Regions from separate parts of the Mus musculus genome. Here regions 1, 2, 4, 5, 6 and 7 are each linked to region 3. The links are chromatin contacts, called in public Hi-C, HiChIP or PLAC-seq and promoter capture Hi-C maps. All regions are on one chromosome and are shown on one strand. Each heading gives the region's core, a stretch centred on a gene start, on an enhancer-like site or on the middle of the called end of the contact. The rest is flanking DNA. Distances are from core to core; before and after follow the strand shown.

Region 1 (2,700 bases), core at 60-2,559, 270 kb after region 3:
TACACTGAACATAGAGTTTTTTCTTCTTCATTCATTTAGCAGTGATGAGGTACCAACTTCATGCTAATACAAAAAATAAGTTTGTCTGTTGCTTCAAAGGGACTCTAGAATAGTTCAAGAAAGAGATGACCATATATTGAACCACTTACCGGTGTAAAAAAGACTGTTTGAGCAGGTTATAAATAGTAGTAGTAAAATGGGGGCCTAGAACTCCAAATTCCTTGGCTCTAAATGTCTGTATTCCAGGCTTCCTACCAATATCCCTGTCCTCCATCTTTTGCGCATTGTGTACTTTTCTGCCACGGTGGAAGCTCCCTGAAGGCCATTTGACATCATGTTAACATGTGTGTGCACCATAACTCCTTTAACATTCTATAAAATCCTCACATACTCATTGTCCCAGGGTTGGTCCAGTACTGTATGAGACTCTGAATAGACTCACACAGAAGATAATTCATGAATGCTCAAGCAAATTGTTTTTCTTTCAAATCTGAGAGGGGCATGATGAGGGAAAGTAGCTACGTACTATCTCAGAGACAACAGAGTGATTGACAACTAATGCTTCTGTCAGTTGCCAGATGTCGAGAGAAGACATTCCTTCAGAAAATTAGTGGCCTCCGATGTGTGCCACAGTGTCTTCTCCTGAACAAATACTCTTATCTATCAGCCAAGGTCTCACTATCTGTACTACAGAGAAAAATCACTTTAGCAGTACGAAAAGACAGAAAAACGGTCCTGTCATATCACGGTTGTATGCTTATGAAAAGATAATCATACAAGGCAGAAGAATCAGAGTATTAATTTCTAAGGAAGTTTGGCTTTGCCTATGTCCAAGAACCCTGTAGATGGCAACATGCAAGCACTCAGGTCACGAGGCCATAGGACCCTGGAGAGACTTTTTGTCTTTCAGTTGTTACACAGTGAGGTGACAAGAGCTAATTGTTTGGAGCAGGTTCGTGTGTTTCCAGATGCAATGCAGTTGACTCCTTTGCATAATCATCATGATACATATTAGTTGGAATTCTAGTCAAAGAGTTACCATGCCTAGGACTAGAATGTGACAGAAAGGTTGGTTTCATCTTGTGAAAAAATAATCTTGCTTCACTAAACAGAAATGGTATCCCAAATTCATTTCAGTTAAACATGCTGTTTAGTTTGTGGGAGAAAGATAAAAACAAAAAAACACTTGAGTATGCAGCACATGGAGGTGCGATGAGCATATGAACACAGAGGAGGGGGAGACATAGGGAGGAGGGAGGGTGGGGGTAGGCATGTACAATGCCTGCCTAAGGAATAAATGGGGAGGCGAAGCCAGTTTGAATGTTAAGTAATTAAATCTGTGAGGTCTTCCCTGAGGACCTTCTAAGAGAAGGCAGTGTGTGCACGCTGTGAGAGCTTTTGAAGAACGAAGCCAATGTTTGTTCTTGTTTGTTTTTCCATTCAGCTAATGCTCAAAATGTCCAATGCGCTGGGCAAAGGGGCATGGGGACATTGGGGAATGACATATATGCTTGCCGACTTGGCTATGGTGATGCTTTAGAGAGATGTACATAAGGAACCACTTAGCAAATTGCATGCTTTAAATGCAAGCACTTCTTGCCCGGGCCTTATTACTTCAATAATAGAGAGCACGTGCGGTGTGCTGTGTCAGACGGCGTCTGCACAAACCTCTCTACGTGCTGAAGCCAGGGAATGCCACTTTGCTCTTTACCCACTGTTGAGGCCAGCCTGCGGCTCTCATGTCCAGGTTCGAGCCTGGAAGGCATCTTGGAATCTGGAAAAGAGGGGATCTAGGCGGGTTGAGAAATAATGGAACCAAGACAACTAGTCTGCTCAAGGTTCAAATTTTTAATGGCGGACACGCTTTATAAAGGAGAGGGGAAGCCCATTCCCGCCAAATCATCCTTGGAGCCCAGCTGCAGGTGACCACGTGTAGGCTCCGGAACAGCTAGGCAGCAGGTAGCAGCAGAGGCAGTGGCAGAACAATAGAGTGATTCAGGGAGGCGGCTCCACCCCAGGTGATCTCCTTAGTGGCAACAAAGTCAAGCCTGGCTCAGCCTGCTTCAGGCTTATGGGAGGCTACGACCCACCATTTCCTTCAGAAAGTTAGAAAAGAAAGGAAAATGGAGCATGACTGAGCATAGGTCTTAACACACGTGTACCCACTCTTCTCCCAGGAAGGCTTATCACTACCTGAACGTATGGCTGGCCTAAGGAGAAGCAGCAAAGGGCCCAGCACTGAGAGAGTTAGTAACTTGGTTATGATCCAGGGTCCCAATTGTGAAAACAAGCTCGTTGTGCTTACCCCTTAGGGGACCTCCACTTCCCTCGTTCCTCTCCAACCTCACAGGCTGATGTCGTCAGACATTTCCAGGCCATATTCAGTTACTTTTACCCGTTTCTTCAAGGTAGCCATATTCTTGCTATTATAACAAACATAGAGACAGAATTGTAGGAATGGGGGGGGGGGAGGAGGAAATATATGAATGAATTCCAGGGAAGTTCAGTGATGATCAATATCTCTGGAAAAGTCACATGCCAGAGAAATGAAATGAGGTGATGATAAGGACATCAAGAGTTAGAATAGCAGGTAAGGGGAGGGCCTGCGGCCCAGAGATGTGTGCATCTATGTAATTCCCACAGTTATGGTGGAGATGGGGGCTTTCTTGCTCTCCTAATGTCTTGCATCACAGCACAAAA
Region 2 (2,700 bases), core at 188-2,687, 440 kb after region 3:
TTACCTGTGTGCGGCTTTGCCACATGGTATCTGAGTTGATCTTTCTCTTGATGGTTTAGGCCCTGGTGTCTCCTATGCCTCACTACTATTGTGCTTTGGGTCCATTGTTAAGTATATCAATCATTACTTGACCACATGCTTTGTGGTACAATGACAGCAGATGATCTTTCACCCAAGGACAGCTTCCAGGGGCCTACTAAGAAAGTAGTACATATAGAGTAGATACATTGGACAATGGGATTAATCATGCCCAAAGCAGTTCCAAAGCAGTTCAGATGGTTTCATCTGGCTGCTCAAAATGGAGACATTATTCTATTCTATTAATATTTTTGAACTGAAGTTGACCACAGGGAACAGAAATGTTGGACATCAAAGCTACAGAGCAGAGGACTATCGTGTCTCTAGATCTCATTTCTATATGACCCCTGCAGTGATCAAATGGTATACCAATCTGTGTGATGCTTTGGGAAGGAATAGTTCTATTTTCTTGTCTGAGTTCTAGAAACTGAACCTGTTGATGATACCTGGTAAATTATAATAGCAATGAGAATTTTAAAATTGACCACAAAATTCTATTACCCTATATATATCCATAAGTTAGATGAACTGAATAGATATATTTTCATCTCACCAGTGCTGACAGAATAATAGAATAATCATACCTCCTGCTCTGAAGCCTCTTCTAGATCAGACAATAAGACAGGTGGTTTTTCTTTTCTTTTCTTTTCTTTTCTTTTTTATTTTGTTTTGTTTGTTTTACATATTCCTTTTTTTGAACCTCCTTAAAAAGCCAATGAATTATGTAGTATATCTATACTTTATAACATGAATAAAGGTTGCCATTTGTCCAGGAGCTACACCTAGAGAGCTATCCTTGAGCCTGGATCTTGGCACCAAAATTAATGTTCTTTCCGTCCTTTGGTGCAGACATTTTGGAGAGTTAGCGAGTGACAGAGCAGCGTTTGCCATTAAGAATGAGAACACGCTGCTTTGGAGGGAGGGTTCTCACAGTGCACTCAACGAACCAAGCAACTGCTGGCTGACTCACAGTTCAATAAATCCTTCTACTAGAGTAAGATGCTCTGGGGAGATAGGATTAACATAGGGGATGCCTGGCATTCATTCCCCACATTTCAGTTGGAAGCAAGAGTTGTTTTCAAAAATGACTTGAACAACAGGGCAGTTTCCCTGCTTGCTTCTGGAAATACCTGTCGAAAATTGCAAAGAAAGGTTTAATGTTATCTCAAAACTTCCCCCATAAAGGACTGAAAGTTTGTTTTCTTACTTTTGCAAAGATCTTTGAGAGCTCAATGCATTTTTTTCTTTGTAGATAGTTGATGGAGATGATTTCCCCTAAATATAGAAAGCATTTAAGCCTACAGTGTTTTTCAATGATGATAGCAAGAATGTGCATCCAATTTTAGCAATCAAGATGTCTGAGAACAGAGAAGTCAACTCACAGACACGATTCTTTGACACTCCTCAGATATGTTGTTCTTCCCTGTGTCTAGCTCTTAAGTTTTGTGTTTTAAATTTGGTTTTACAGTAAATAAAAATCTGAACCTTTAAATGGCTGGGTCACAGTGAGGCGAGGAAATCCAAGAAAGGATCCCCTAGAGAGTTTTGGAGAGTGTGGATTGCTGGGGAGCTGGGGAAGGGAGACTGGGGTCCCAGTATAGCCACATACATGAAAGTGTGTGCCTATAACCATGCACACTGCACCTCTTCTTCACTCGCAGCAGATACCATGGAATGTACAACTCCACAAAAGCATATTTATAAAAACACATAGGCATCTCACTGCCCACCATGCATAGACACGTACAGGGTGTCTGTGGTACCCCTGCGGTGAGGTGTACCTGCAGATCAATCATGTAGTCAGAGCGCAGGTATAAAGATGGTAACTAAGATGCTTCATTTGCTGCCCCACACAATCCATGTGCATTATCTGATTTTTTTCTACACTCAGTCCATGAGAGGAGCACCACCCATCCCATCATTTTAATGATGAGGAGCTGGATTCAGAAAAGGAATAAAGAACTCGTCTAATCTGTTCTTCAGTGGTACTTATAACGTCCAAGCCCACAGACATCAGAACTTTGTCACCTACACAATTTTTTCTTTCTGTCACATACCCTGCAAAACTCTACCATGTGAAAAAGTATGATGTAGCCTGGTGTTCTTGAAAGTACTATTGGGACTTTGTCACCTGCCTTAATTTAGCCCATGGCTGCTCCCTGGGTGATAACGTTATCTCAGGAAAAGCTGGCTACCTCTTCATTTTCTTGGTGCCCCAAGAACATCTAAAACTCAGACACAGTTGTATCATCAGTAACCCCAGGAGAACAACCCTGCGGTGAGGTAGCCTTGAATCTTGAGCCTGACTCTAATGACAAGCTTCCTCTGCCAAGTACCCATGCGCATGATTCCAACCCACAATCTTTCCCTTTTCACCTTGTCTTCCTTCCTGGAACAGAGTAATCCGCATCTTTTCCATTCAAGGCCTGGAACATACGCCTTCTCTTTTGAGGTACCTCCCAGCCCCCAGCTTGTCCACCGAAGAATACTCTTTTATTTCACATTCATCACACTGGAATGATTTTGTTTTCTCCTGATTGCATTGATCAGAATTTTTGCTCCCTCACGGCAAAGACTGCTGTTTGCTGTGACTGCAATTAGCTGTCGATTCCCAGACAATTA
Region 3 (2,700 bases), core at 188-2,687:
CGACTCTAAAGCCACGGATGGGCAGTGCCATCATTAGTGTTGTGCCTAGAGACAGGTAGGGCCCCAGAAGGACTCTTTCAGGAAGGGTATTGGCCAGGTCTGGCTCTAGAGTGAAGCTGAGTGTTACTTTTGTGAAAAGGAAATTGTTGCTGCCTGCAAGGTTTCTTAAGGTTCTAACTGCTTCCCCAAAGATCAGACGAAGTGAAAAGAGGCCTAGGAACTCCGGGGGGTCGCCCTTCTCCTCCCCACTCCCCCGCCTCCATTCAAAGCTGGGCCATGGGCACCAGGAGGGAATCTCGGTTAATTTTGTTACTCCCATCTAGGCAGAAGTGCTAGATGCCCTAGTGTTCTCTTTAACACAGCTGCGTGGTGGTGTATGTGGTGGTGTATCAATTAACACGCGACCCTGGGGCAGAGAAGGGGGAGTCGGCTGTGGTCCCTGTCTCGGAGGCAGAAAACCTCTCTTGTCCCTGGGCAGGGAGCCACCTGGGGCAGAAGAGCTGTAACGCGAAGTGAATAGAAAGCAAAAAGGCAGGGAGAGATTGAGGGGGTCTGACACAACGCGGTGTGCTTGTGTGGCTGGAAGGAAGGTGGGGGTGGGGAGGGATGCCGATCAGGTAGGGATGCGCTGACCGAGGAGGAGAAAGTAACAACCCACCCCAAACTTTCGCAGGTCAGATGGCCTTGGAGGGAGAGGCAATCGGGAGCAGTCGTGCCCCTCCCGACACCCACCCGGTGTGACTAGTTATAGCGAGGAGGGGCCTCGCGCCCATCAGGCTGGACAGTCCCCACGTCGCTCCCACCCTGCTGCCAAAACGCAGCTGCTTGGGGCACAGAGCGCAGCACCACAGAGCCAGACACACCGTGCCTGTGGAGCCTTAGCAACCCGCTCCTTTGAAAGGACATTCTACGTGCATCGGGAAAGGAGAAGGGACACTGGACTCAACAGCTTCTCTCAGGACCAGTGACCGGGTCCTCCCCTTGGACACCCAGGCGAGAGTACCCACTGGCTTGGGAACTGAGCGAAGAAAAAAAAATCTAGGGGTTTGGAGAAGTCGGATTCAAAAGAAATGTCGAAAGATATCCAGGGCAGCCACCGGAGTCCGGAAGCTTAATAGCCACCGGGTCACCGTGACCCCGGGAACGACAGTGACTGACAAGCGCACAGACCAGGCGCTCGCCATCATCCACCGGTCTGCCCGCCGGAGCCGCCTCCACGGCGTGGGACCCGGTTGCAGACGTCCACGGAGCCGGCCAGATAGCGACATGCAGCGAGCACTCCCCAGACTGCCCCAGCTGGGGAACCTCCTGGGCGGCGCAGCGCGACGGTGACCCGCGCGGGTGCGAGGGGTGTGCCCGGCCCCGCCTGCGCGCCCCTCCCCGCGGTGGCCGCGCATCCAGGGGCGGCGCGGAGCCCAGCCGCTCGCCCAGCCGCCAGTGCCCGCGAGCGCCGCGCCTGCTCGGGGAATCCACTTCGCCGCTAGACGCTCCTCGTTTTCTCTCGCTCCCTCCCCGGCTGCTTTCTATGGCTCTGACTCTGCGGCCGGAGCCTAACCACTAAGGGAGAAACTTTTCCTGCTGTTTCTTCTCCCCACCCCTTTCCAGGAGAGGATTAAAAGTTGCAAGAACTGGTGCCGCCCGTGTCACTTGGGTACTCGCTGGCGAGTTCCGAGTCTCAGCCATGTGCACCAACATAGTTTACGAGTGGCTGAAAGCGTTACAGCTCCCACAGTACGCTGAGTCCTTCGTGGATAATGGCTACGATGACCTGGAAGTGTGCAAGCAGATCGGAGACCCGGACCTGGACGCCATCGGGGTGCTGGCTCCCGCGCACCGCCGGCGCATCCTAGAGGCTGTGCACCGGCTGCGGGAACAGGATGCGGCCGCTGCCGGCCTCTACTTCACCCTTGAACCGCAGCCCGTGCCACCGGCACCGCTGGTAGAAGCGGTGCCCCCAGGCCGCCGGGGGGAGCCATGTGGCAGCTCAGCCCAGGGCACTCGCGGGGACCCCCGTGGCCAGCCGGGCGCTCCCTGCAGCAGGGAGCTGGTGAGCTACCCTAAGCTGAAGCTGAAGATCATGATCCGGGATAAGCTGGTCCGCGATGGCATCCACCTGAGCAAACCCCCATACTCACGCAAGGTAAGGAGGCCCCGCCAGGGCGACCTTGGGCATGGCGGGAGGGAACCAGGCCTGGAGCTTCTGCAGCGGCTCAGCAGTCAGTCTAGGTGACAATTGAGAAACCAGGGTGTTCGGGGTGTCTGGTTCTCCCGTTTTCTGCGTTATCTATCTATTCCTTCTGTGCTGGCGTCTCTAATAATAGCTGCTCACTCATATTTTGCATGTAGACAACTCTTAACAGCACCCTAGCATATGGGCTCGATTGTCAGGTTCTGAGCAATGGGTGCTTGCTTTTGGTGGCCACCGGGAAATCCTAATGCCTCTGGGAAATCCTAATGCCTCTAGTAGTGTCTGGCTTGGAAGAGTGAAAAAAAAAAAAAAGATGGGTCACATCTGCCTTATTTTCAACCTTCCTCTTTTTCTTTACTTTTTTCTTCTGAGTTTTGAGAAACTTCCAAGAGGAGTGGGTGACTATTGCCAAAGGAGTAGGGGAATTCAGGGCCTGCTGTTCTCAATTCCATGCTATGGAGAAGTGTCCCATTAACAGGAACCTATGTGTGTGTGGTGGTGGTGGGGGGGGG
Region 4 (2,700 bases), core at 117-2,616, 340 kb after region 3:
GTAGGCGTGACCCTATAAAAGGGGCTGCTTGCCCTCCCCTCTCTCTCTCTCTCTCTCTCTCTCTCTCTCTCTTGCCTTTTGCCCCCTTGCTCCCCTTTCTTTCCCCCTCTCTCTACGTGGTCATGGCCGGCCTCCATTTCTCTACTCTCCTTCTCTCTGTCTTTCTCTGCCTCTACTACTCCTTTAACTTCCCTCCCCATGCCCTGAATAAACTCTATTCTATACTATGCCAGTGTGTGGCTGGTCTCTCAGGGGGAAGGGGGTGCCTCAGCATAGGGTGGCTGAGGCACCCCCTTCCCCCACACCCCGCTTTCTCTTTTTTATGATCACAACACTAGCATCCTGCGTGCTTTCTATCACCCCGCTGACTAAACAGGGAGTTTCTAGAAGACAGTTCTAGAACAGAATCAAAATGTGGGTTAGAGTCTTTGGAGAAGTATTCCAGCTCACTTATACATAAAACAGATTTATATGTAATATATTAGACACCATATATGCTTTTTTATGTGGTTTTATAAGGTTTGCAGATTCAGATCCTTCTCGTTTCCAGGGCCTGACCTACCAAGAATGCAGTTCTGCAGTCTCAATAGACCCTGGCTAGATCTAGTCTCCTTTTACATTTTTCATTGGAAGAGCTTGACAGAGATTGCTGAGGAAGCAGGGTGCATATCTGCATGCGATAAAGAGGGCACGCACACACACACAAACACACAGACACACAGACACACACACACACACACACACACACACACACACACACACACGATGAGCCCCTCTTCCATATGGATGACCTGATTCAACCCAGGAGGGGCGTGAACAGGAAGAAAACCATGGGCTATTTATTCCCAGAAATGACAGCTCTGTAGCAATTACAGGAAAGCCAAGATCTTTGTTTTATTTTGAAGTTTGTTGATGTTGGTTGTTGGTTGGTTGGTTACTTGGTTGGTTTTGTTTTGTCAGGAACTCCTAATACCCTGAGCAAGTTTGATGCACATCAGTGCACCAAGCTGAGGCGGTTCATTATCCAAGAGGAGTCTGAGCGAAGAAGGCATCTGCTTAGAAGCTGCTGTGCTCAAAATGAGGCTTTCTCCAACGCCGCTGTCAGGGGTCCCTGTGGCAGAGATAGATAAATGGTATATCAGACCCTCACCTTCTTCAGTGGCCTTGTCACATCCTCCCTGAGGAGCAGACACCGCATCTAAGAGCATCTCTGCTTACCTGCCATCTTATACTAGGCCCTCCCCACAGGGGAGGTGTCCCTCTGGCACCTGATTTTCATAACAAAGTGCCAGCTTGAATCCTGCTTGTCAGAGACTAAAACCTCTCAAGCTCTTCCCTTGCCACAGTACACAATAGCTGCTGGCTGTGCTCTGCATCTCAATACCTAAGTGTCTGCTCCCATCAGATCGGAGCACAGAGCAATAGCCCCATGAGACCTGCCAAAACAGCAGCCCTGCTAAAATTGCTTACCGCCCTCAGACCTGACCACCAGAAGCTGAATCAAGATACGTTAACTTCAGCTTCTCACAGCAAAACCCTTAGGGAGCATGGATTCAACCTGATGCCCTTGGCCTTGAGAGTGAGGATTTGCCATATTAAAAAATGAATAAATAAATACTATAACTTTAGAGGAGTTTGGAAGCACTGAAGGTGGTCCCAGTCAGGGATGTCTCACCCATGAGTTTGAATGCCTCATCTAAATAGAAAAGTGAATCCTCTTGGAGGGCCTTGCTCAGTGAATATCTTTCTCCTGGTGGAAGGAGGCTTCTGTGGATAAGACAATGAGAATTCTTTCTGTATCCCAACTCTCTTTTAGCCAGAGCTGCAGAAGTCTCAGCTGCAGTAACATCCTAAATCTAAGGATTAATTATTCCCAATATTTATCCCTTCATTTCCGGGCATTTCCCTAGACACAGAGCTGGAAGTACCTTGTTTATCCTCAGAACAATGACTAACGGTATCTGTTTATTATTTTCATGTCACAGATATGGAATTTATGGAACAGGTAGGGGAATGATTAGCCCTACTAACCAAAGTTACAAGCAGTGAACACAGGGATGAAAGCATTGTACATGCTCTAAGCAAAACCTTCTCGTGTTTTCCACGTTGGGTAGCTCTAGCCAAGTCACTCACTGTGTTGATGGGCCTCCAGTTCAGCAAAACTGCTCTTCTAATGACAGATAAGTCATTATTATGAGCGTGTCAGTATGAGAGCCAAGTAAAACATGGGAAACAAAACCTCAGCATGGAATTCAAGCATCCGCATTAGAAGATACATATCTAGTGTTTATATTTATACATATACAGACATTCACCTGTATATATTCATACACACAAGCATATATATATATATATATATATATATATATATATATATATATCTTGCCCTATCATTAGGGAAAAAATTTAAGATAGGTAATTACAATTTAAGTAATTTGCCTAATACAGTACCTAAAATTGCTATCAGATAAACATTTCTTGAGAAGATCAAAATATATGGTTATTTCCCATTTTCCCATTTGGATCTCTTTCAATTTGTGAAGTTTATTAGCTTGGTTCAGTGTCTTTGAGCATTAGTCAACATTTAAAGTGTAGGTTTTTATGATTCTGGGGGAAGCAATTGCTTCCAAGGGAGAAAACACTCTGTAAATTACATGTAAATGTTTCTACTTGGATGAGTTCTTTTGCATCTGTGCAGAG
Region 5 (2,700 bases), core at 85-2,584, 470 kb after region 3:
AGAGAAAACATTATAAATTTAAGACCGGGAGAAGTATAAATCACCCATAAATGCTGGCCAGCTTTTAGAAGGTCACAGAAAGACATTGCCTCATATTTTTTTCATTGTTGGTTGAAGATTTAGCCAAACAAGCTCTTGTTGACCTTAATGAATGTAATGCCCCCTTTGGTGCTATAGAAATCTCAATATTAGGTATTGGGGAGCACTGTACAGTCTCTGCAGACGCCAGGCTGCAGCTGTTTTCCACATACTTATGATGCTACTTTTTGTACTCTGCGGTGTCTTCTTTGTCCTGACTGTCAAGTTACTGCAGTGTTTCCTCTTTAATTCAGAACTTTGTCTAAGTGAGGCAAAGTGTCAAGCTTTTCTCTTTCTCAGTCCTGCCCTGGTATTAACTGTGCTCAGGAGCACACTATGTGGCCTGAGATCGTGAGGAATGTCCCAGCTTTTCAAGTAGTAGGAATATAGGCTTGATCTACATTGCCATCCATTCGCCTTGGATAAACTATACAAGGACATTTCTATAACCTCTCCAATGGCCACAGCACAGTCCAGGTGTTAAAAAGTCAGCTAATTATAGCATCCAGAGAATTTTTTTTTAAATATGCACTATTTTAAGTGTGTGTGTGTGTGTGTGTGTGTGTGTGTGTGTGTGTGTGTGTGTGTTATATCTTTTCGTCTCGTGAGTGTTTGCATGCCTATGAAGGAATCCGTGAAGGAGGCCAGACATGCTGTCAGATTCTCTGGTAGCTTGAGTTACAAGTGGTCATAAGCCACCTGACATGGGTGCTCAGATCCAAACTCAGGTCCGCTGTAAAAGTGGTAAGTGCTTTTACCTACTGACCAAGGTATTTGGCCTCATACAGTGAATTTTCACTTCAAATATTACAGAGACAAATTCAAGCTTTGCTGACATTACTCTTCTTGGTCTGAGAAAAAGACCACTTAATATATTCTAAGACCTAGCATAAGAAAACTTGGAGAACATCGACTAACTTTAGGGCTAGCTATAAATAGTCTTGGTTGAAGAAGATGAGTTTTGAACGAGATTTAAACAGACTAAATTCTAAGTTAAAAAAAAAACAAATTGTTTAAAGAATCCTACTTCTTAAATGAAACTAAAATGAAATATGATAATTGTTATTAAGATCTCTTTTATTCTATGAGTAGATCACTCGTGCTATGAAAAGCCTAACAGTTCTAGAATAACTCAGGCAATAATCGGGAAGGAAGCCATCACTCAGGATTGCCAATCCAGTACCTCTTATGCATGGAACTACAAGAGAGGAGCTGCCAGAGGCTCCATCCCAGCCTCTAGCTGGTCTGACACCCACGCTTCTGCTTTCCCAGGCCTGCCACACAGATGGCTCCGTTCTGTACGCTTTTTTTAATGGAAGACATTGCTATCCCCTGTGGCTCATTTGAGCCTTAAAGAATTTTGTTTTATTTGCGATGAGATAAACTGACCGTCTTGTCTTTTATATGACCCCACCTCGCAACACACACATAATCTTTCTCTCTTGTTCCCAGTAAAGCACATCACAAATATTTTATAGGAGGGATAGCTTGTTTTTAAATCCACTGAAATGAACACATGAATGTGAAATCAACTTAAATTCTGTAGAAAATTATTCAAAATATTCAAATATATTCCTAATTTCAAGAGGTGGGAATCACCTACTCTATGAAGCTTTTTGCCCACAGAAATAACTTAACTCGTAGTATATCACAGGATAGTGTAAGTTACATATGGTTTAATCCAGGCAGGCTTGTAGAATACAGTAATGCAAAGGTATGAAGCTGAAGCTATTTTGAAGTCTTGATAATGCTTCTAGACTGGATACTGTCTATTGTCAGTGTGTGTGTGTGTGTGTGTGTGTGTGTGTGTGTGTGTGTGTACACATGTGCACGCGCACACAATAGGTGAAGTACATTGAAAGAGAAAGCAGCCACACTGTGTGCCGTTATGATGAGAAGGCTTGTCTTATTTCTTGGGATCCTAAAGATAGGTGCACACTCTGGCCAGCCGCTCCTCCTCTGCAGCAGAAGGTCTGTCATTTTCACCGTGTTCATTCATTCATGTAATTTCCTTTTTGGCATGATCATGTAGAACAGTCAGCCAATTCCTCACTGTTACCTCCTAGAATAGTTCCTGATTGTAGTTTTCCAGAAGAAAAACAAAGCATACACAAAATGCCCCACCTGGGATGCTTATCCCAAGTCACTTTGATCCAGTCTGAGGGATCCTCAAGAGAATCTTGCATAATTACCCTTTGCTATGCGCTAGTCACAGACCCCATGTGAAATGAAACTGGAAAGTCATTTCCTCCTTGAATTTCTTTGCTCCTGGGGCACTCTATTTTAAACTTTTTTTTTTTTTTTTTAGTTAGACGGCCTATTTCAGGGGTTTCTAAAATTCCACTTCTTGGAGTGTCTGGTGATTTTCAGGACACAGAGACACAGCTATAAAGCTCAATGAACACAGAGAATTCTGCAAACATCCCTGCAGATTCCACTGACTCATCAAAGACCTCCTGAGTGCCTGGCCAGCCCAGTTCTTTCTAACTGGGCTGCTGTTTAAAAGAGGCCTGTGTGTCCACTGGAGACTAACACAAAGCTATCCCCATGCTGTCTCCCTGAAGCCTTACTTGAACTTGAAGACAAGACCAATGAAAAAGCTCTTCCCTGGCTCTTTGGATC
Region 6 (2,700 bases), core at 102-2,601, 400 kb after region 3:
CCCGTCTGCAGATGCCACTCCTAGGGATTGGAGGCCCAGAGTATTCATACATCTGTCTGACTCTTCTGCAGAATCCAGGACTCCCATGGTTCCCTTTCCCAACTACTAGAGCAGATTGCATAACTCGCATAACTTGGGGAGACGCTTTGATTACTATCAGCAGTGCATTGTAAACATCCTAACCCAAGAGCAGTTAAATGGAAGAAATGCAAAGGAGAAGCTATGGTGCGAAGATTAGGGAGTTTCTATGCCTTGTCCAAGCCTGCCTATTCCCATCATCTTCATATGTGAACCAATTCTGGAGACTTACAGTTCTCTTTAGGAGGCTATGGACATTTTATGATAATCATTAGTCACTGGCATTTGGCTCATTCTTTGTTCCTCATCCCCTCATGCAAGCTGATATTGGAGCATGGACAGAAAGGGAGAGTAGAGGTTGTAATTCTTTAGTCAGAGCATGGTCTTTCTGGAAATTAGCTTTGAGTCTGGTCTGATCTAGAGACCTTGCTTTGCAGTTCTACACTTCGGGGCAGATTACTTCTTGAAAGCCAGGAGCACACATACATATACATCAGCATAAGCACACACACACATAAAGCATGCTAGCAAGATGGGGCCTTTCTATTGTATAACAGAGGGAGTGATATGCCTTTCATATTCAGTGGGTTTAAAGGAAACCACACTCAAGGAGATGAAGACCAGATGTTGAACTCCCCCGCTAAAGTTTATTCGCCACAACTCACCTGCTGCATGTCTCCCTGCTTGTTCTTACTGTGAGTGTCTGTGTGGCTACATAACATCTCACCAGCACAGTTTCTGTTCAGATGCAACCTTAATCTTAGGAAAATCCTAGGAACAAAATGAACTTCCAGGATATGTTCCACAGAGGTCACCAAATATTATGTGTTGTATACAGTGCCTCATCTTGTAGTCAAAAGGTGTATGATAACTAACATTTTGTCAGAACATGTTAGGAGGCCTTGCCATATCAATTGTTGTAACTTTTTTTTTGGTAGGGGGAGGGAGAAGAGGGAGAGGAAGCTCAAATTGTGATGTAAATTAATTAATGAATGAAAAAAGAAAATAAAATTAGGTCACTGAAACATCATATAGACTTTTCCTTCCATGCATATATATTTTTTTCTTTATCATATATATGCATAATATATATGATATTAGAGGTGATAGCTACCTGTGTCCAATGTGTTCTGCAGAATGTGATGCATGCCATTAGGGAATTTCAGCCCCTCATGCAATGCCATCTGCTGATCCCGTGACAAGCATATGAATAAGCGCTGTCTCTGCCACTTGCTTGGTCTGTGCATTTAATTAAGTGCACAAATTCCTACAGGCATGTGGCTAAAAGGGCTCTGGCAGATTTCCTCTCTGGAGAGCTTGGCTCTGGATAGCTGTAACCCTCGCTGGCACTGGAATTCCAAACATGTTTGTACGTGTAACAATAAGTCCTGAGTTAGTAGCATGGCAGCCTTTGTCAGCTTCGATTTCAGCTCACCACACAAGCACTGTAATAACTCATACTGAAATGGAGTCATTTGAGGTGTGCTCTATTCATTCCTTTCATAGAAAATTAGCATTTGTGAGCAAAAACATGGGGACATTAACCACATGCACATTTCACAACAATCCAGTTGGATTTACCCTGGTGTTTGATGTGATTCAGTTCGTTCCGTTTGCAATACAAAGCAACTTAGTGAGAATGTTATTTCGGCGTAAAAACCTACAAAACCAAAGTAAAATGTTTCTGAAATGGCATTAACTGAGAAAACAGGAGTTTGTGATGGAACATAACATGTCACAAGCCCAAATTGGTTGGTTGTTTGTGAGCGAGTGCACACATTCACACATGCGTAGTTTTTTTAAATTCAATTTTACTTGTAATTCATTTTTTACACTCCATATTCCATTCCCCACCCCATCCACCCTCCCACTGCTCCCCATCCCACACCTTCTCCCCATTCCACCCTGTCTCCAAGTGGATGCCCCCCCCCCCTCCACCCCATCTGTTTTCTTACCAGGGGCGTTTACAGATACGATGTATTTACTGATAAGGTGAGGTAACAAAACCAGGACAAATTTGCCTCAAGCTCTGGATTCAGGAGCTTCTGATTTGAAGAGAATCCCTCTTCTTCACAGCCTCATCTGAGCACTATTAGATTCCCAAGAAAATATAAAATAAAAGCAAATGTAAGCAGGACCTGGTCATGTGACTTCTTTGACTTGATCTTTAGCCATCAGGATGTCCATGTGACTAAATTCTTTGCATAACTTCTAAGTAACATTGTTTCGATCAGCAAGCGGGTAGGCAGAGGGTTGGGAACCGAGGGAAGCTCCTCCAGCTGTGAGCAACGAAGAGGTCAGGGTGGTGGCTATGGGAACACCTCATCTCCTACGAAGCACAGGTATTGATCTGTTAGTTGATGGCTAAAAGCTCCCTGCGGAAAATCTGCAGCTACAGTGGTAGGCTGGTAACCATGGCATGATAACAGGCTTGCTAGGAGAATTCCCAATTAAACCAACGAATGAAGCAACAGTGAGCTACTCTCTCCTCCTGATTACAATCAGCTGGAGATCGATCCTCTTGTCCCATGAAAGGGAAGGGCATGGTAAATGGGACTAGCACAACTTCAAAGTATACAGATGCTCAGGTCCCACCGATGCATCTTCCTATTCTTCATCTTG
Region 7 (2,700 bases), core at 169-2,668, 360 kb after region 3:
TCAAGCAAGTAATGCCACTCTACATTGAATCATAAAACCACACTGATTAGTGAGTATGAAAATCAAATAACCTTGCATATTAACCTTGCATTGAAAATTATAAATCAATTTCCTCATGCAACTTGTTAATGGCTAGCTCTGGACTAGATCCATTTGGGATTATTTGTATAGCCTAAATATACAAGAGGTGTAGAACTCTAGGTACGTTGAGAAGGGATGGAGACTATTCAAGGTAGGTGCGTAGATCCTACAGAATGTTTATAAGGCTTATAGAGTATGTGTAGATATTTAATTCCTTGCTATTATTTAAACCTGAGAAGCTACTGAAGTACATTTTCAACACTTGTATTTAAAAATACACCAGACAAGGCTAGTTTTGTATACATAGTGCTCTCACACAATTTGTAAGCTTTGTTCTTAAGTAAATAATAGTTATGTACATTTGGGCATTCCTCTTGTATTCTTGATCTGAAAAACCAGTAGGGTCTGTAGAGATATGTGTGGTCTCCAGTGTGCCCCAGACCTTGGCACTTCCCCTTGTCTTACTCTGCCCATCCACACTAGCACGTTTGGCACATTATCTACGTGACACATTTATAGTTACTTGAATATTTTCTCTGGGTATGGAATGATTTTAAGAGTTTCAGGAAAATCTCCTCCCCATTAAAACCTCTTCTGTTTGCTTTCTGGAACTTCAGTTAATGTTTAACAGCAACAGTTAAATAGACAAGTTCACACTACAGGCACAGTTAAATTATCCCTACCAAACTCAAATCGCTGCATTGCTCATCTGGGTTAACTTCTAGCAGACATTTTGGAAGAGTCCAAGGGAGACTGCTGTCCCTTTCTCCGGGACAGTGAAGGGTCCTGGAGAAAGAAAGAACAATAGAATTGAGAGGCCAATTAGTGCTGTGAGAGACAAAGAGCATCTACTTGATAATGGTTTTGGCCTTTGTGTGCTTTAAGGAAGTCTTAGCCCCTACAGAGTGTGGATGACTAAGTCCTAATCTGCATTTTCTTAAAGCTCCACCAACAGTCTGTACCATGGAACAATTGTGAATGTGGAATGAGTACAGAGGAAACACCATATCTGCCAGGCTTCCAAAGAGGATGGAAAGGCGTTGGAAGGATGGAATACATTGCTACAATATACTCAAATCGCTCATGCCAACCAGAGATTGTGATTGTTTCCCTGATGTTGAGTTGATAAGGGTTTATAAGCCACAATGCATTCTCTGAGACACATAGGGAATTGGCAAAAGCTCACTGGGAAATGAGCCAATTCTGCTATTTTGTCTTCTGTCATTTTGCTGCTGATGTAAATGCACGCACACAGGTCACTTATAATGAGCAGTGTGCAGCGGTAAAACCAGCCCTTGTAATGAACGTTGTGGCCCTGGGATGTGATGTGGAAATAGGTGACATATGAGAAAGATGTCTAATGGAGGCTTGGTCAGCAGGTCATCTGCCAAAGGGAAATGAGGAACTAGAGTAGTTTCCGAGACAATTCTGGAAAAGCATTGATGCAATTTTCTTACTAATCATGCCAGTTATTTATGCTATTCTAAATGAAAGCAGCTCACCTACTCTAATACAGCATGCTAACCTCTTCTTAGAAGATCCATAGAAGGACAGGGGCCAGATGATTTCCTCTGTTACCTAGAAAGGCCACGTCATTCACTATTAGAGGATAAAATTAATAGTTGGTCTTTAGGGAAATTATTATTCTGTATAAATACTTTGACTAATCCGGTTTATCTTTATGATGAAGATAAACAGACTAAAATTTGTTATATACATATGTTAATTTGTTGTTCCTACCTGGGTAGCTTTCTGAGGGCTCAAAATCTGGCTTATTTGAAGCAGGCATATTGTTGCGCTTACTCATAGAATAAGTACTGCTAATCCCTTTGACTATGTTGGCAGGATTCAAAGTATAGTGTCACTAACTCCTAACTGTATCATGCTGATTGAAACACTTAATAGCTCTGTGCATTAGTTTCTTTGTCTGGGAAATCGGATAACAGCAATCTCAAAGAGATGGGAAAATTAAACTATTACATATGTGTATATATTTTAAGACTATATAGTCTTATTAGTTCTTTGATTGTATTTATTATACACTATGTTTTGGTCAAATTCACTCTTCACTCCTTATCAACCCTTCCCGACTCACTCAATTTTGTGTTCTTTTCCTTAAAAAAAAGTTTTAGTGGGTTAGAGATTTAAAGTACCAGTCTAGAATGCATGGACAACTGGGTTCAATCCCCAGTACTATATAAACCATGTGTCGTGGTACATACTTGTAATTTCACACTTAGTAGGGAGAGACAGAAAGACCAGAAGTTCAAGACTGTCCTTGGCTACATAGTTGTTCACTACCTGTCTGTGCTATCAAAAAGCGAATGAATGAATGAATGAATGAATGAATGAATGAATGAAAGTCTTAAAAAGAACAGTGCCTAGTCTAGAGTATGCAGTCAGTATTTGTCAGCTGATATTTCTTTATTCATTTTTATCTCTATATACCCATGTGCTCAAAGGAATTAATTGAAATCGTGCATTATCTAAAGTACACTTATCTCACATTTGAATGACTGGGCAGAATCGTTATACAGATAAGGCAGCTGTCAGCCAACATCCCCTCAGAGCTCAGACAGGACTGCTCTATGTCTGTGGAACTTACACGGTTTCCTCTGC

The links. Promoter capture Hi-C pulls out the DNA fragments that hold promoters and counts their contacts. A called contact is a pair of places that touch in the nucleus more often than the background predicts. HiChIP or PLAC-seq counts read pairs in DNA pulled down with a chosen protein or histone mark.
Region 1: a contact with region 3 is called in an H3K4me3 HiChIP or PLAC-seq map of craniofacial prominence, with 4 times the contacts expected there. The contact joins the enhancer-like site here to the promoter of Samd5 in region 3. A contact is called at or near these places in 9 of 39 promoter capture datasets (the 3T3-L1 cell line, the HPC-7 cell line, HPC-7-derived erythroid cells and 5 more), 1 of 15 datasets of contacts at CTCF or cohesin (stem cell-derived epiblast-like cells), 7 of 484 Hi-C or Micro-C datasets (the HL-1 cell line, the NIH/3T3 cell line, cerebellar granule neurons and 4 more), 6 of 115 datasets of contacts at active chromatin or transcription factors (SST interneurons, craniofacial prominence, embryonic forebrain and 3 more) and 1 of 9 other capture datasets (embryonic stem cells).
Region 2: a contact with region 3 is called in a Hi-C map of the N1E-115 cell line, with 4 times the contacts expected there. The contact joins the enhancer-like site here to the promoter of Samd5 in region 3. A contact is called at or near these places in 8 of 39 promoter capture datasets (the 3T3-L1 cell line, 3T3-L1-derived adipocytes, cranial neural crest and 3 more), 5 of 484 Hi-C or Micro-C datasets (the N1E-115 cell line, cortical neurons and uterus), 9 of 115 datasets of contacts at active chromatin or transcription factors (craniofacial prominence, embryonic basal ganglia, embryonic forebrain and 6 more) and 2 of 9 other capture datasets (adipose tissue and embryonic stem cells).
Region 4: a contact with region 3 is called in a promoter capture Hi-C map of hippocampal neurons, with 4 times the contacts expected there. The contact joins the enhancer-like site here to the promoter of Samd5 in region 3. A contact is called at or near these places in 6 of 39 promoter capture datasets (the 3T3-L1 cell line, embryonic stem cells, hippocampal neurons and 1 more), 9 of 115 datasets of contacts at active chromatin or transcription factors (SST interneurons, embryonic forebrain, embryonic hindbrain and 5 more) and 2 of 9 other capture datasets (adipose tissue and embryonic stem cells).
Region 5: a contact with region 3 is called in an H3K4me3 HiChIP or PLAC-seq map of forebrain, with 6 times the contacts expected there. The contact joins the enhancer-like site here to the promoter of Samd5 in region 3. A contact is called at or near these places in 4 of 39 promoter capture datasets (cranial neural crest, frontonasal cranial neural crest, liver and 1 more), 2 of 484 Hi-C or Micro-C datasets (cerebral cortex and embryonic stem cells), 9 of 115 datasets of contacts at active chromatin or transcription factors (craniofacial prominence, embryonic basal ganglia, embryonic forebrain and 6 more) and 2 of 9 other capture datasets (embryonic stem cells and pancreatic islet).
Region 6: a contact with region 3 is called in an H3K4me3 HiChIP or PLAC-seq map of embryonic forebrain, with 6 times the contacts expected there. The contact joins the enhancer-like site here to the promoter of Samd5 in region 3. A contact is called at or near these places in 7 of 39 promoter capture datasets (the 3T3-L1 cell line, 3T3-L1-derived adipocytes, cranial neural crest and 3 more), 10 of 484 Hi-C or Micro-C datasets (the HL-1 cell line, the N1E-115 cell line, Sertoli cells and 6 more), 12 of 115 datasets of contacts at active chromatin or transcription factors (SST interneurons, craniofacial prominence, embryonic basal ganglia and 8 more) and 2 of 9 other capture datasets (embryonic stem cells and pancreatic islet).
Region 7: a Hi-C map of the N1E-115 cell line shows a contact between it and region 3, with 7 times the contacts expected there. The contact joins the enhancer-like site here to the promoter of Samd5 in region 3. A contact is called at or near these places in 8 of 39 promoter capture datasets (the 3T3-L1 cell line, embryonic stem cells, hippocampal neurons and 3 more), 3 of 484 Hi-C or Micro-C datasets (the N1E-115 cell line and cerebral cortex), 8 of 115 datasets of contacts at active chromatin or transcription factors (embryonic forebrain, embryonic hindbrain, embryonic midbrain and 5 more) and 2 of 9 other capture datasets (adipose tissue and embryonic stem cells).

The regions. Positions count from the first base shown.
Region 1 is chr10:9,400,015-9,402,714 of GRCm38.p6, reverse strand. It overlaps a transcript of Samd5 not described here. Among named protein-coding and RNA genes, the nearest start is that of Gm48750, 50 kb to the right of the region's middle. Within about 2 kb of position 1,309, at least 6 of the 459 cell types and tissues checked have an H3K27ac peak or open chromatin away from gene starts, as enhancers often do. A contact at or near this core is called in craniofacial prominence, where this site is marked.
Region 2 is chr10:9,232,333-9,235,032 of GRCm38.p6, reverse strand. No RefSeq gene overlaps it. Among named protein-coding and RNA genes, the nearest start is that of Gm48750, 120 kb to the left of the region's middle. Within about 2 kb of position 1,437, at least 5 of the 459 cell types and tissues checked have an H3K27ac peak or open chromatin away from gene starts, as enhancers often do. A contact at or near this core is called in the N1E-115 cell line, where this site is marked.
Region 3 is chr10:9,673,945-9,676,644 of GRCm38.p6, reverse strand. Samd5 (sterile alpha motif domain containing 5) reads left to right here and starts at 1,437. Exons shown (of 2, transcript NM_177271.3): 1 at 1,437-2,140. The coding sequence starts at 1,682.
Region 4 is chr10:9,330,502-9,333,201 of GRCm38.p6, reverse strand. It overlaps a transcript of Samd5 not described here. Among named protein-coding and RNA genes, the nearest start is that of Gm48750, 19 kb to the left of the region's middle. Within about 2 kb of position 1,366, at least 10 of the 459 cell types and tissues checked have an H3K27ac peak or open chromatin away from gene starts, as enhancers often do.
Region 5 is chr10:9,202,910-9,205,609 of GRCm38.p6, reverse strand. No RefSeq gene overlaps it. Among named protein-coding and RNA genes, the nearest start is that of Gm48750, 150 kb to the left of the region's middle. Within about 2 kb of position 1,334, at least 12 of the 459 cell types and tissues checked have an H3K27ac peak or open chromatin away from gene starts, as enhancers often do. A contact at or near this core is called in forebrain, where this site is marked.
Region 6 is chr10:9,271,137-9,273,836 of GRCm38.p6, reverse strand. It overlaps a transcript of Samd5 not described here. Among named protein-coding and RNA genes, the nearest start is that of Gm48750, 78 kb to the left of the region's middle. Within about 2 kb of position 1,351, at least 38 of the 459 cell types and tissues checked have an H3K27ac peak or open chromatin away from gene starts, as enhancers often do. A contact at or near this core is called in craniofacial prominence, embryonic forebrain, neural tube and 2 more, where this site is marked.
Region 7 is chr10:9,309,124-9,311,823 of GRCm38.p6, reverse strand. It overlaps a transcript of Samd5 not described here. Among named protein-coding and RNA genes, the nearest start is that of Gm48750, 41 kb to the left of the region's middle. Within about 2 kb of position 1,418, at least 8 of the 459 cell types and tissues checked have an H3K27ac peak or open chromatin away from gene starts, as enhancers often do. A contact at or near this core is called in the N1E-115 cell line, where this site is marked.